Linked DNA regions of Hordeum vulgare: region 1 is linked to region 2. The links are chromatin contacts, called in public Hi-C maps. All regions are on one chromosome and are shown on one strand. The core of a region is the stretch at or near the end of the contact, and the rest is flanking DNA. Distances in the headings are between cores, read along the strand shown. Region 1 holds the start of LOC123430385 (protein FLOURY 1-like). Region 2 holds the start of LOC123426930 (probable inactive receptor kinase RLK902).

Region 1 (7,309 bases), core at 3,271-5,770, 230 kb after region 2:
CAACTTTGCCCATAATTCTTTTGCTTAAGGTCCAGCCACCCTCTTAAATTCCCCCATCCATAGTTCATTTAAAAGGGAGTTTGAATTCAAGCATAACGAATTTAATTCATTATGTTTGGTATTTTTTTACTTCCTTCAGAAATGTTCATCTTGTTCCCATAAATCATATTTATTATGTAGGGTGACCCTCCTAAATTTCATCCCTTTTGACATTGGTTTGGTCAGGTTTTAAATTCAAGCAAGCATGAGTTAATTCAAACTTGTGTAAATTTATTTCCTCTAAAAATCTCCAAACCGATTTTATAATAGAGTATATTTTTTTGGTTCCACAAAAATATATATTTAACTCTATTTCTTTCTCTACCTATCTTTTTCTTATTCTCCAAATCTGTTTATTTAATTAATGGATAGGAAGATTTAAACAGAGCAGGCCCAACTCTTACATGTTTGATCTCAGCCCATTAAGCCCACCACCCGTTCTTCTTCCTACGTCACCTCGTGTACGAACCACGGGATCACCATTGATCTCCTGGAGCTCGATCACACGGCCATCCCTTCTTCCTCTAGTCACATAAGAGCACCCAATGGGCCTAGGGTTCCCTCCTCCTTCCATTTCCCCCCTCTCTTCCTCCTGCCGCCGCCAAGAGAGGCCTCCTCCACGCCTTGCCATGGTTTTGATCCAAGTTGGAGCTCGCGCCTGGTTTGAACCAAGCAACTGTCTCCTTCCTCGGGGGCGACAAGATCGTCGCCATCGTCTTCCTCACCCCCGCATCGGACCACAAGGGCCCCGAAGGCTTCTCCCTCTATGTCCACTACTCTGCGTCCCTTGCTTCGTCTACGTCACGCCCTCGTCTCCGCCCGTGCCGGCAGCCACTCCCCTATGACTCGAGCTCGCGTAGATCAGCCTCCTCGCCCGATCTCCTCTTCGTTCCCTTCGGTGAGCCCTCCCCTTCCCCGTGCGTGCCTATATTCGTGTAGCCTCATTGTATCCGTCCGCGTCCCCGGCCAGGAGCGGGCCCTGCTCGAGCTGGACGCCTCCGTCGTGCCCAGCTCCTTAGAGCCTCGTAGCCCCGGGGATGGAACCCCCTAGGGTTCCCGCACCCCCGTCGGTAGTACCTCACCGCCGTTGTTGCCTCACCGCTCGCCGGCGTCGAACCCTCCTCCTCGGTAGTGGCAGTCTGGAGGTAGAAGAAGGGTCCCCGTGTTGTTAGTTTATTCTGAGCCAAACCTGTTTCAGTTCAGATTCCCTCTCCCTTGCCGACTGGTTTGAGCATCGCGCATAGACGTGAGGTCTCGGGTTTGAGACCCGGCGCCCCCTTTTAATCTCTACGATTTTGTTCTCATGTGCTAGCTAGCAGAGTCTGCATATGTGCGTTTATTTCCCTGTTCTAGCAGTAATCCCTCACCATCGAAGTGGCAACCGAGCCACTGCAGCGCCGGTAGGTCGAGGGTTCGAGCCCCTCGCGCGCCCCTTTTTATTTGGTTATTTTAAAAGCTGTTGCGTTGCCCGCATATGTAGCATAGGTGGGTTACTCCCCCTGTTAGGGCAGTGAACCGAGCCTAGCTCAGTGGTGATTGCCCTGTTGTGTTGCAAGTAGGTAGCGGGTTCGAGTCCCCCTACTCCCATGTTATTTTTTTCCTGTGTTTTTAGTTGCTTGCTGTAGTGTGCCACTGTTAGTGGGTCCAGAGCCCACATGCCATACTAGGGGCCCTGGTGTGTATAACCAGTGGGACCCCCTGAGGTTTAAATGAATTTTGTTTGTTTAGTTTTGTCTTGTATATCCAAATCTGGAATATTCCAGAAGAGGAATATGCCAAATCTGGCATATCAAGACCATCTTGTGTTCTTGTTATTAACGGAGTTTGATCGTGTGTAGTTTTTCCATTGTTGTTTCTGGTGTTTTCTGCATGCATATATAGAAGTGTAATATATGGATTTGGGGTAGGAGAACCTAAGGAATCCAATGGATGTAGTAGTTTCCAGTTTTGGGCAGTCATGCTGAAGTGTCAATTCATGATGACGTGGCACTTGTTTACCGATGTAGGATGGTTTAAGTGCATCATTAGGGGTTGGGCATCCATGCATCATATTGGGTAGTGCATCCGGTTGTGCATGTGCTGTGGTGAATATCGTGTGTTGATTCTTGTTTCCATTTGCTTCATCTTGTTAGAGTTCCGCAAGCGTGTCGGAAAAGTGAGGATCCGTTCGACTACGTCGGTTTGTTTGCTTCACGGAGTCATTCTTCTTCCAAGCGGGATCTCGGGCAAGATGACCATTTCCCCAGATACCATTACTATCATTGCCATGCTAGTTTATCGCTTCTACCGATAATGTCTCGTTGCCTACCACATGTTATATATGAGCCTCTCAACAATGCCATGAAACCTTCAACCTGTTCGACCTAGCAAACCACTGATTGCCTATGTTACCGCTTGCTTATCCATGTTGTTAGCATTGCTAGTTGCAGGTGCAGTTGCTTCCATGTGATAACATGGGTTCCTTGTTATATCACCCTATTTATATGCTATTTAATTTAATGCACCTATATACTTTGTAAAAGGTGGAAGGCCTGGCCTTTCTAGCTTGGTGTTTTGTTCCACCTTTGCCCCCTTAGTTTCGGCTACCGGTGTTATGTTCCATAATTGAGCGGTCCTAACACGATCGGGGTTGTTATGGGGACCCCCTGGATAATTCGTTTTAGATTAAAGCTGGTCTGGCAAGACCCAACATTGGTACTACATTTGCCCAACATAATAATTTTGTTAATACTGAAAGCATAGGGCGTCATGAACCTGAGGAGTAATTTCACATAATACAGGGAGGGCCAGTGCTGATGGTGCTGGTCCAAAACAGAGCAGCTTACTAGCGCTACCCGGGGCAACTCGGCGTTTGGCGTGGTAACCATCGCTCATCCGTCGTGTCCTGAGAACGAGATACGCGGCTCCTATCGGGATCGTCGACACGCCGGGCGGCCTTGCTGGATTAGTTTTACCTTTGACGAGATATCTTGTGCATCGGCATTCCGGTGATGCTTTGGGTAATCTTAGAGATGAGGTTTTCCACTAAGGAGACCGTCGAGATCGCGAGCTTCGTGATCGAGGATTTCTATGCGGCTCGTGGTAATTTGTGATGGACTAGTTGGAGCACCCCTGTAGGGTTAAATCTTTCGGAAAGCCGTGCCCGCGGTTATTTGGCAACGTGGAAACTTTGTTTAACACTGGTTCTAGATAACTTGAAGTTAACTTAATTAAAATATGCCAACTGTGTGCGTAACCGTGACTGTCTCTTTCGTGAGTTCCTTCTCTGATCGAGGACACGGTGGGGTTATGTCTAAGGTAGGTAGGTGTTCAGGATCATTCATTTGATCATCAGTAGTTCACGTCCGTTATGAGTAGATCATCCCCTCTTATTCCGTATACTCGTAAGTTTAGCCACCTCATATATGCTTAGCCGCTGCTGCAACCTCACCACTTAACCATGCCTCACCCATTAAGCTTTGCTAGTCTTGATACCTTTGGAAATGAGATTGCGGAGTCCCATGTAGCTCACAGATTACTACAACACCAGTTGCAGGTACAGATAAAGGTTATTTGACGCGAGCGCGTTGATTGTTCATTTGGAGTTGCTTCTTCTTCTTCTTCATCGATCTAGGATGGGTTCCAGGGCGGCAGCGTGGGATAGCAAGGATGGACGTCGTTCTTCTTTTCTCGTTTGTTTTCGTTCGTAGTCGGACCCTGCTCTTCTTCATGATGATTATGTAATGTACTGATGTGAGTCTGATGTAGCTTGTGGCGAGTGTAAGCCAATTCTGTTATATATCTCTTCTTTTCAGTACATGTACTTTTAACGATATCCATTCTTGCGACACGACGAGATGAGCTTCTATCCCTGACGAGCCCCCATGCCAAATTAAAGATATGGTCGCATCTTGGGCGTGACACTTTAGGAGTAGAGATACGGTACGCAATTGCGTACTCTCGGAAAAATGCGTGCTTTCTTTTTTGAACATAGTATAATCGTAGTCGCTTACAAACACGATCATACACCCCCTTATGAATACATGCAGTCATATCCTATCCTATGAGTACATTCAAAAGACTAATCCGACACATTATCTTGAATTTGACGAAATCGCTAAAGAAATCTTCGTATTCGATGAAAATGTTTCGTTCCACTGAGCGCACATCGTCGAAATTTCTAAAATAAATTCAGAAACATACGAGCATCAGTGTTATGTCTGAGACTTTGTGAGCTTAGGATCAGGGGCGGAGACAGGACCCAGATTGCCAGGGCCTGGGCCCGGGTCCTAAGTTCCAACTTCTTTATTGACTTTAGCAATTATTAAGGATACGAGGCCCAAATCCAAGTAGTTTTTTAAGGCGGTCCGGGGCTTGTTGACACCCTGGTTCCGTCCCTGCTTAGGATACCACTGTGTTTCCAACCACATGTTATTGGCCTCATCGCATGCTTTTGGTTGAAAAAATATGTGAAGCATAATATTTTTTTAGCACAGTACTTTAGTGTCAAAAAACAACTTAATAATAAGTTACACAGGACAAATAGCCCCAAAACGCAAAAAAGAAGAAAAAATACAAAACCAAAAATATGGTCCATTAACCAAGTACTCCCGTCCGCAGACCCGCTCGTCCGAAACACACTCCCCAAACTCAAATTTGAACTCGTCTAAAACACCGCCCACCTGTGATCCGTCGAGTACCGACTACCCATGCCCCTTCATTTTCGGCGCCCCCCACGCGCTCCGCAACCCACGAACCGAAAGTGTGGACCCACACAGATCATGAGACCCACAGGGCAGCGATACCGCCCACGACTTATCCGAAAAAAACTCGCACCTCGACTGAACCACAACCCTACTGCCGCGGCGCCGGCTGCCCAGCTCCGGACCCAGGCTCTTCATCATCATCTCCTCCAAATCCCCACGCCCTCCCCAAAACCACGAGATCGATCTCCAAGATTTGCCCTTGCCCCCGAGCGATCCCATCTTGCCAATCAAAATTTCATTCGCCTGAATCGGAGCAGGACTGGCCCCAGTTCCCCCGTCATGGGCTGCTGGAACCGCATCTCCAGTGCCGGTGGTCTGCTGAAGCCGCTCGCCGGCGTCCCTTTCGCCTCCATGCCAGGCGCCGGCGCCGCCTACTTCCTCGTTGGCTCCGCGCTCGGGGTCTTCGCGATGCTGCAAGCATCCGAGTCCGAGGTCCGCCGCGAGTGGGCCTTCTCCCCGCAATGGGCCGCCCTGTCCCGCTCCGTGGGCGCGCAGCACATGCTCGTCGTAATGTCCCTTCTCTTCCTGGCCGCCAAAGTCTGGTTCCTCGGCAAGCGCTGCGACGCGGTGGAGGGGCTCGTGGGGAGCGCGGGCGCCACGGTGCTAGCGGTGCGCGTCAGAGGCGTCGTCTGCACCGTGTGTGGGACTGGGACAAAGGCGTGGGCTCTCAAGAAAGGCAGCTCGGCCCACTCCGTGGATCGCTCCCGCTCTGGCAGCTGCTCCGACAAGCCGGTTTCGAGGTCGCTGGCTTTTGAACTGGAGCAGGAGGCCGACAGGGAGGACGAGGACTTCGCCAGCGAGGTGACCGGCGCGGAAGAGGGCAAAGTGGAGCGGCTCAGGCGGCGGCTCGTGCGGGAGAGGATGCTGAAGGAGGCCGCCCTGGAGGAGCTGGAGAAGGAGAGGCGCGCGGCGGCCTCCTCCGCTGACGAGGCCATGGCCAAGATCGCGTGCGTGCGGAACGAGAAGGCGCTGGTGGAGCGCGAGGCGAAGCAGTTCCGGGAGATGGCCGAGCAAAAGCAGATGTACGACCGGCAGGTGATCGAGTCTCTTCAGTGGAGGCTCAACAAAGTGTACAAGGCCAAACAATGTGTATAAGGATAAAGTTGCGTACTAAAGATAAGGCCTCCTTTGTTCCGTAGAATAGGATTAGCATAGGAATAAAAAACTTGTAGGAAATAAAATGACATGTATCTCAAATCCCATGAGTAGGAATATGAAAAAAGATCCATTTAATTCACATCATAGGAGTTTTTTCATTGAGTCTATGTTCATGTTTATTTTCTTTATAAATGTGAAGGACATAAACCAATTCTATGTAGGAATAGGAATCCGTTCCTATGAACCAATGGGATCTAAAGAAATATTTTTAAAAGAATCCTATTTCCGGTGCTGTTGCGTGCGAGGTGAGTGTTTAAAAGTATCTTTATAAAATCTGGCAATTGAATATTTTTGTTTCTTGTTTCTTGGTAAAACTACAAGTAAATGGGAGTCAAGTTGTGACAAATTGTTTACCTTTATAAACTTTTCTAGAAAACATGGATTCCAACAATTGCTGTGAAGTGTTAAAAGAAGAATTTAACACACTGTTTGGCATGAGTTTCTTGAATGATAAGAATGATTCAACGATGCTAGTATGTACTATATGAATATCCATAATGCTAATGATGATTACACTAGTCATGATAATATTAAAAAAAAAAGGTTTATTATAAGCATATTAATTTGGAGAATATAGGCGTTTGCGAAAAAGTATAAATTAGGGATGATAAATTTTATAAGAAGCGTAAACATGAAAATGTAATAGCCTTGCGACATTAAGGTAGTATTGTGTAAGTGTGTGAGTGAATAGTTAAATTTAAGTATGAATATTGTTGTTAAATTTTGCGAGATTATACACATGAAAGTGATAAAATTGGTATTAGCGCCAAAGTTTGAGTACGAGATGTTCATAAGTGATGTTCACATGAGTACGGGTCGGCAAGCGCCGCGACGCCGTGGAAGGGCTCGTGGTGAGCGCGGGCGCCACCGTGCAGGCCGTGCGCGTCAGAGGTGTCGTTTGCGCCGTGTGTGGGACTGGGACGAAGGCGCGGGCTCTCAAGAAAGGCAGCTTGGCCCACTTCGTGGATCGTGCCCGCTTTGGCAGCTGCTTCGACAAGCCGGTTTTAAGGTCGCTGGCCTCTGAGCTGGAGCAGGCGGCCGGCACGGAGGACGAGGACGTCGCGAGCGAGGTGAACTGCGCGGAAGAGGGCAACATGGAGCAGCTCAGGCGGCGGCTCGTGCGGGAGAGGAGGCTGAAGGAGATGCGCGCGGCGGCCTCCGTCGCTGACGAGGCCATAGCGAAGGCGCTGCGTGCTAAACAAGAAGGCGCTGGTGGAGCGCGAGGCGAAGCAGTTCAGTGATATGGCCCAGGAGAAGCAGATATACGATCGGCAGGTGATCGAGTCTCTTTAGTGGAAGAAGAGATTACAGAAATATTTTACTACTATCCTACAAAGAATTATGCGTTTGAAGATCCAACAAAATGT
Region 2 (6,396 bases), core at 403-2,902:
ATCACAATGCCCGCGATGGCGCCGCCCGCGAGGTGTCTCCGGCGTCGTCTGCCGCCGTTTCCCGCGACCACGGCTTCTGGGGCAGGCGTGGGAGGCTGGGACGGTGGTTGGGAAGATGGTGTTCGACACGGTGGGAGGGGCTTGCCGCACAGTGTCATGCCGAGGAAAGACGTGGCGGGCATGCCGCCGAAGCCTTTGGGAACCTCGCCGGTGAGGTCGTTGAAGGAGGCGTTAAAAGACAAGAGGGACGGCATGTCGACGTCCGGCAGCTCGTGGGTGAAGAGGTTGCCCTCCAAGAAGAGCAGCTGCAGCTTCCCGCTCTTGGCAATGGCGGCCGGTATTCTCCCGGATAAGCGGTTCTCAGCGAGGTTCAGCTGCGTCAACGCCGGGAGGGAGAGAATCGCGGCCGGGAGCTCACCGGAGAAGTGGTTGGACTGCAGGTTGATGACCCGCAGCTTGACGCAGGAGGCCAGGTCGGCCGGGAGCGGGCCGGAGAGCGCGTTGAAGCGCAGGGAGAGCACGGTGAGCCTGGTGAGGCCGCCGAGCGCACCGACGGGGACGGAGCCGCGGAGGCCGTCCCCGGGGAGGTGGAGCCCGGTGACGCGGCCTCCGGAGCAGACGACGCCGGTCCAGGAGCACGTCTGCCGGGACGTGTTCCAGGACACGGACGCCGACCCGAAGGGCGCGATGAAGGCCTGCAGCGCAGCGGTGTCGGACGCCAGGTCGTCGGCGGCGCGCGCCGCGCCGAGGGCCACGGCGAGGAGCAACGCCAGCGCGGCGGCCTGGGACGGAGGCATGGCTGTGGTGGTCCCTTCGCTTGGCCGATCACACCATGTGAGAGTGTTGGGAGAGGAGAGGTGGGGAGGGACGAAACAAGAAAGCGGAATATCGGAAAGAAGCTTCACAAATGGCTCGTTTAGCGACAAGGGGGGAGAAGAGGAGGCGGACTCACTTCCACAAGACGATGTCGCAAATCCGCAACCACATTCTTGGTCTGGCCGCTGTGGACCGTCCGATAATACGTTGGACGGTCGAGATCGCACGCCTGCCCGCTGTCGTCGATCCTACTCCTGGTCCAGCTGATGCCGATGGCAGGGGACGATAATCTGGAGTACAACTCAACTCGACAGTGCGTGAAAATGATCGGCGAAACAGTTGCTCGTTTGAATTTTGGTCAGTTGTTGCTAGCGGCTGCTCCTGAGATCCTCTGCTTTGTAGGCCAATGTGATTGAACATGAACACGAATGCTCGACCATTTTCCTGCTGTCAGCAGACATCATATCCCCGGTGCAGTTCGCTTCATGGACTGGTTCGCTTGATGATGTGTGGAGCTATGGACGTGGACGGCGTCGTGCATCCGTGCGTGACGAAGTAAACCGGTCCCTGAATGCCGGAACCGTAACTGTCAGAGAGGTTTATGGGCCTGTAAATGTCATGAACTCATGATGCCGTCAGGTGTTGGAAAATTTTGAGCGAGTGTATGATGATGGTCTGTCAGTTACCGTCCGCTGAAAGATTTATCTACTTCTCGGCAATGCTGAGCTAGGAACGTGCATTTCCTCCTGTGTGTAAGTGTAGAATTGATTTTTTTTTTTTTGAGAGAGAGAGGGTGCAGAATTGCATTGGCCAAACGGCCGAAACAACTAGAAATAGCCCAGAGCAAATGGTGGTCAGAGTCGGTCACATCGCATTCGTCGTTTATTGACATATTTTGCAACAATGGGATACATAATTTAAGAGCAAAATATTTTTCTCGATGGTGATCTACTGAATGCAAACTTAAAAATATCTCCTCTTTTAATTGGCAAAGTATTATGACGGGAGTTAATTCGTTGAAGCATGGTTATATTTGGCGTGTGGACAATAGACGGAATATTAAAATTTGAATAGATGAATGGATCCCAAATTAACCGAGTAGAAAAATTATTATTCCAAAAAGGAGACTGCCTCCTGTCAAGGGTCTCTGATCTTATTAATCCAATCACTAATTACAGAGATGAAGACATGGTGAGAATGTCATGGCCAATTAATGCTCAGCGGATCCTCGAGATTACTCTTTCTCTGCATGATATGTCACATTTTATAATGTGGAGTTGCACAAAAATGGAATGTTCACTATTCGATAAGCTTACTTCATGGAATGGGACTACCAACACCGGAATAACCTTCGACATGCAAATAGTATATTTTTTGGGCATAGCTGGTGCCATCATCATAGATTTTTTTTTCTTTTTTGAAAGATCCAGCTTGCACCTCGCTTATCATTGATTTAGCAGAAGGAGAATATCAAAAAAGACCTGATCAAGTGATCAAGATAGGATCGCCTATTCACCAACAGGTTGGCGCTCCCGTCAAAACACGGCTCACGAACAAACTTCTCAGGTTGGATCCCCAAAAGGAGTCGCTATGCATTTTGCCCCAGTCAAACGCCATTGCTCCGGAACCCGGTCGATCACTCGCTGAGCGCATGGTATGTGTCCACAGAATGTGCATCCATTTCTTTCTAACCAAATGTGCCAAGCCACCGCGATTAGAATGGACCGCAGCCCCTTGTATGTCTCGGACGTTGTTCCGACCAGCTTGCCCTTGATGATCCGCGTGGTCGTGCGCCCCGACTGTTGGGGAACGTTGCATGGAAAACAAAAAAAAATCCTACGCACACGAAGACCTATCATTGTGATGTCCATCTACGAGATGAGATTTGGATCTACATATCCTTGTAGACCGCACAGTAGAAAGCGTTAAAAAACGCGGTTGATGTAGTGGAACGTCTTCACGTTCATCGATCCGCCCCACGAACCGTCCCGCGATCCGTCTTGCGATCCGTCCCACGATCCGTTCCGATCTAGTGCCGAACGGACGGCACCTCCGCATTGAGCACACGTACAGCTCGACGATGGTCTCGGCTTTCTTGATCCAACAAACAAGACGGAGAAGTAGATGAGTTCTCTAGCAGCGTGACGGCGCTCCGGTGGTGGTGATGATCTAATCCTGCAGGGCTCCGCCCGAGCTCCGCAGAAATACGATCTAGAGGAAGACCTATGGTTTCTAGATCTGAGTTGCACGAGGCAAAAGTTATCTCAAATCAGCCCTAAATCACCACTATATATAGGAAGGAGGGGAGCAGGCTTGCCTTGAGGACCAAGTCCCCAAGGGTGCGCCGTACAAGAGGAGAGGATGAATCCTACTCCAATTAGGATTGGAAAGTGGAGTCCTTCTCTTCCTTCCCACCTCTTTTTTCTCTCTTTGGTTTTCCTTCTCTTGGCGCCAAGGCCCTCTTGGGCTGTCCCACCAGCCCACTAAGGGCTGGTGCGCCACCCTAAGGCCATTGGGCTTCCTGATGGGTAACGTAGCATATATTCAAAATTTTCCTACGCATATTCAGATCTTCCTATGGAGATACCAGCAACGAGAGAGGGGTAAGAGCATCTTCATACCTTTGAAGATCGCTAAGCGGAAGCGTTGCTAGAACGCGGTTGATGAAGTCGTACTCGCAGCGATTCCGATCTAGTGCCGAACTACGGCACCTCCGCGTTCAACACACGTGTAGCCCGGTGACGTCCCCCGCACCTTGATCCAGCAAGGAGGAGGGAGAGGTTGGGGAAGAAATCCAGCAGCACGACGGCGTGGTGTCGATGGAGAGACGAGGTCTCCCGGTAGGGCTTCGCCAAGCACCGGCAGACAGGAGGAGGAAGAAGGGCAGGGCTGCGCCGAGGGAGAGGGAGAAGTCTATCTCCCAATGGCCAAAAGTGCCCGGTATATATAGGGGAACGGAGGGGCTGCGCCCCCTTGAGGGTTTCCCCCTCCTGGGGGGGGGGGGGAAGCCCTAGATGGGTGTTGGTGCGGCGGCCAAGGGGGGAGGAGGGGTGTGGCGCACCCCTGGTGGGCCTTAGGCCCACCTGGCTTAGGGTTTGCCCCCCTTTTCTCTCCCCTGTGCATTGGGCTGAGTGGGGAGGCGCACCAGACCACCTAGGGGCTGGTTCCCTCCCCCACTTGGCCCATCTTACCTCCCGGGGTCGTTGCCCCCCTTCAGTGGACCCCCGGGGCCACCTCCGGTGGTCCCGGTGGTCCCGGTACGTTACCGGTGATGCCCGAAACACATCCGGTGTCCGAAACCATCCGTCCTATATATCAATCTTTACCTCCGGACCATTCCGGAGCTCCTCGTGACGTCCGGGATGTCATCCGGGACTCCGAACAACTTTCGGTAACATCGTATAACAATTCCCTATAACCCCGGCGTCACCGAACCTTAAGTGTGTAGACCCTACGGGTTCGGGAGACAGGCAGACATGACCGAGACACCTCTCTGGCCAGTAACCATCAGCGGGGTCTGGATACCCATGGTGGCTCCCACTTGCTCCACGATGATCTCATCGGATGAACCACGATGTCAAGGATTCAATCAATCCCGTACACAATTCCCTTTGTTTGTCGGTATAGAACTTGCCCGAGATTCGATCGTCGGTATACCAATACCTTGTTCAATCTCGTTACCGGTAAGTCTATTTACTCGTTCCGTAGCACGTCATCGTGTGACTAACTCCTTAGTCACATTGAGCTCATGATGATGTTCTATCGAGTGGGCCCAAAGATACCTCTCCGTCACACGGAGTGACAAATCCCGATCTCGATTCGTACCAACCCAACATACACTTTCGGAGGTACCCGTAGTGCACCTTTATAGTCACCCAGTTACGTTGTGACGTTTGATACACCCAAAGCACCCCTACGGTATCCGGGAGTTGCACAATCTCACGGTCGAAGGAAAAGATACTTGACATTAGAAAAGCTTTAGCATACGAACAATACGATCTAGTGCTATGCTTAGGATTGGGTCTTGTCCATCACATCATTCTCCTAATGATGTGATCCCGTTATCAATGACATCTAATGCCCATGATCAGGAAACCATGATCATCTATTGACTAACGAGCTAGCCAACTAGAGGCTTGCTAGGGACACTTTGTGATCTATTTATTCACACATGTATTACTGTTTCCTGTTAATACAATTATAGCATGAACAATAGACGATTATCATGAACAAGGAAATATGATAATAACCATTTTATTATTGCCTCTAGGGCATATTTCCAACAGTCTCCCACTTGCACTAGAGTCAATAATCTAGTTACATTGTGATGTATCGAACACCCAGAGCATTATGGTGTTGATCATGTTTTGCTCGTGGAAGAGGTTTAGTCAACGTGTCTGCAACATTCAGATCCGTGTGTACTTTACAAATATCTATCACTCCACTCTGGACATGGTCCTGGATGGAGTTGTAGCGGCGTTTGATGTGCTTCGTCTTTCGGTGAAACCTGGGCTCCTTGGTTATGGCAATGGCCCCAGTGTTATCACAGAAGAGTGTCATTGGACCCGACGCGCTTGGAACCACTCCAAGGTCGGTGATGAGCTCCTTCATCCAAATTCCTTCATGAGCTGCTTCTGAAGCAGCTATGTACTCCGCTTCACATGTAGATGCTGCCACGACTTCTTGCTTGCTGTTGCACCAGCTCACTGCCCCACCATTCAACACATATACGTATCCGGTCTGTGACTTAGAGTTATCCGGATCTGTGTCGAAGCTAGCGTCGACGTAACCCTTTACGACGAGCTCTTCGTCACCTCCATAAACGAGAAACATTTCCTTAGTCCTTTTCAGGTACTTAAGGATATTCTTGACCGCTGTCCAGTGTTCCATACCGGGATCACTTTGGTACCTCCCTACCAAACTTATGGAAAGGTTTATATCAGGTCTGGTACACAGCATGGCATACATTAGAGAGCCTACGGCTCAAGCGTAGGGGACATAACTCATCTTTTCTCTTTCTGCTCCCGTGGTCGGCGACTGAGTCTTACTCAATCTCATACCTTGCAAAACTGGCAAGAACCCTTTCTTTGAATTTTCCATATTGAACTTCTTCAATATCTTGTCAAGGTATGTACTTTGCGAAAGACCTATGAGGCGTCTTGATCTATCTCTATAGATTTGATGCCTAATATGTATGCAGCTTCTCCAAGGTCCTTCATTGAAAAACTCTTGTTCAAATAGGCCTTTATGCTCTCCAACATATCTATATTATTCCCCATCAATAATATGTCATCCACATACAGTATGAGGAAAGCTACAGAGCTCCCACTCACTTTCTTGTACAGACAGGCTTCTCCGTAAACCTGTATGAACCCAAACGCTTTAATCACCTCATTAAAGCGAATGTTCCAACTCCGAGATGCTTGCACCAGCCCATAGATGGAGCGCTGGAGCTTGCACACTTTGTTAGCACCCTTAGGGTCGACAAAACCTTCTGGTTGCATCATATACAACTCTTCCTTAAGGTTCCCGTTAAGGAACACTGTTTTGACGTCCATTTGCCAAATTTCATAATCATAG

Evidence for each region. Hi-C and Micro-C count contacts between places; a contact is called where the count stands out from the background.
Region 1: a contact with region 2 is called in a Hi-C map of seedling, with 2.3 times the contacts expected there. The contact joins the promoter of LOC123430385 here to the promoter of LOC123426930 in region 2. A contact is called at or near these places in 1 of 6 Hi-C or Micro-C datasets (seedling) and 1 of 1 datasets of contacts at active chromatin or transcription factors (embryo).

Annotation. Positions count from the first base shown.
Region 1 is chr2H:514,214,000-514,221,308 of MorexV3_pseudomolecules_assembly, forward strand. It overlaps LOC123430385 (protein FLOURY 1-like), which reads left to right and starts at 4,521. Exons shown (of 1, transcript XM_045114251.1): 1 at 4,521-6,021. The coding sequence starts at 4,728. The coding sequence ends at 5,879. It also overlaps the pseudogene LOC123428566.
Region 2 is chr2H:513,986,933-513,993,328 of MorexV3_pseudomolecules_assembly, forward strand. LOC123426930 (probable inactive receptor kinase RLK902) reads right to left here and starts at 1,653. Exons shown (of 2, transcript XM_045110850.1): 1 at 1-1,653. The coding sequence starts at 797.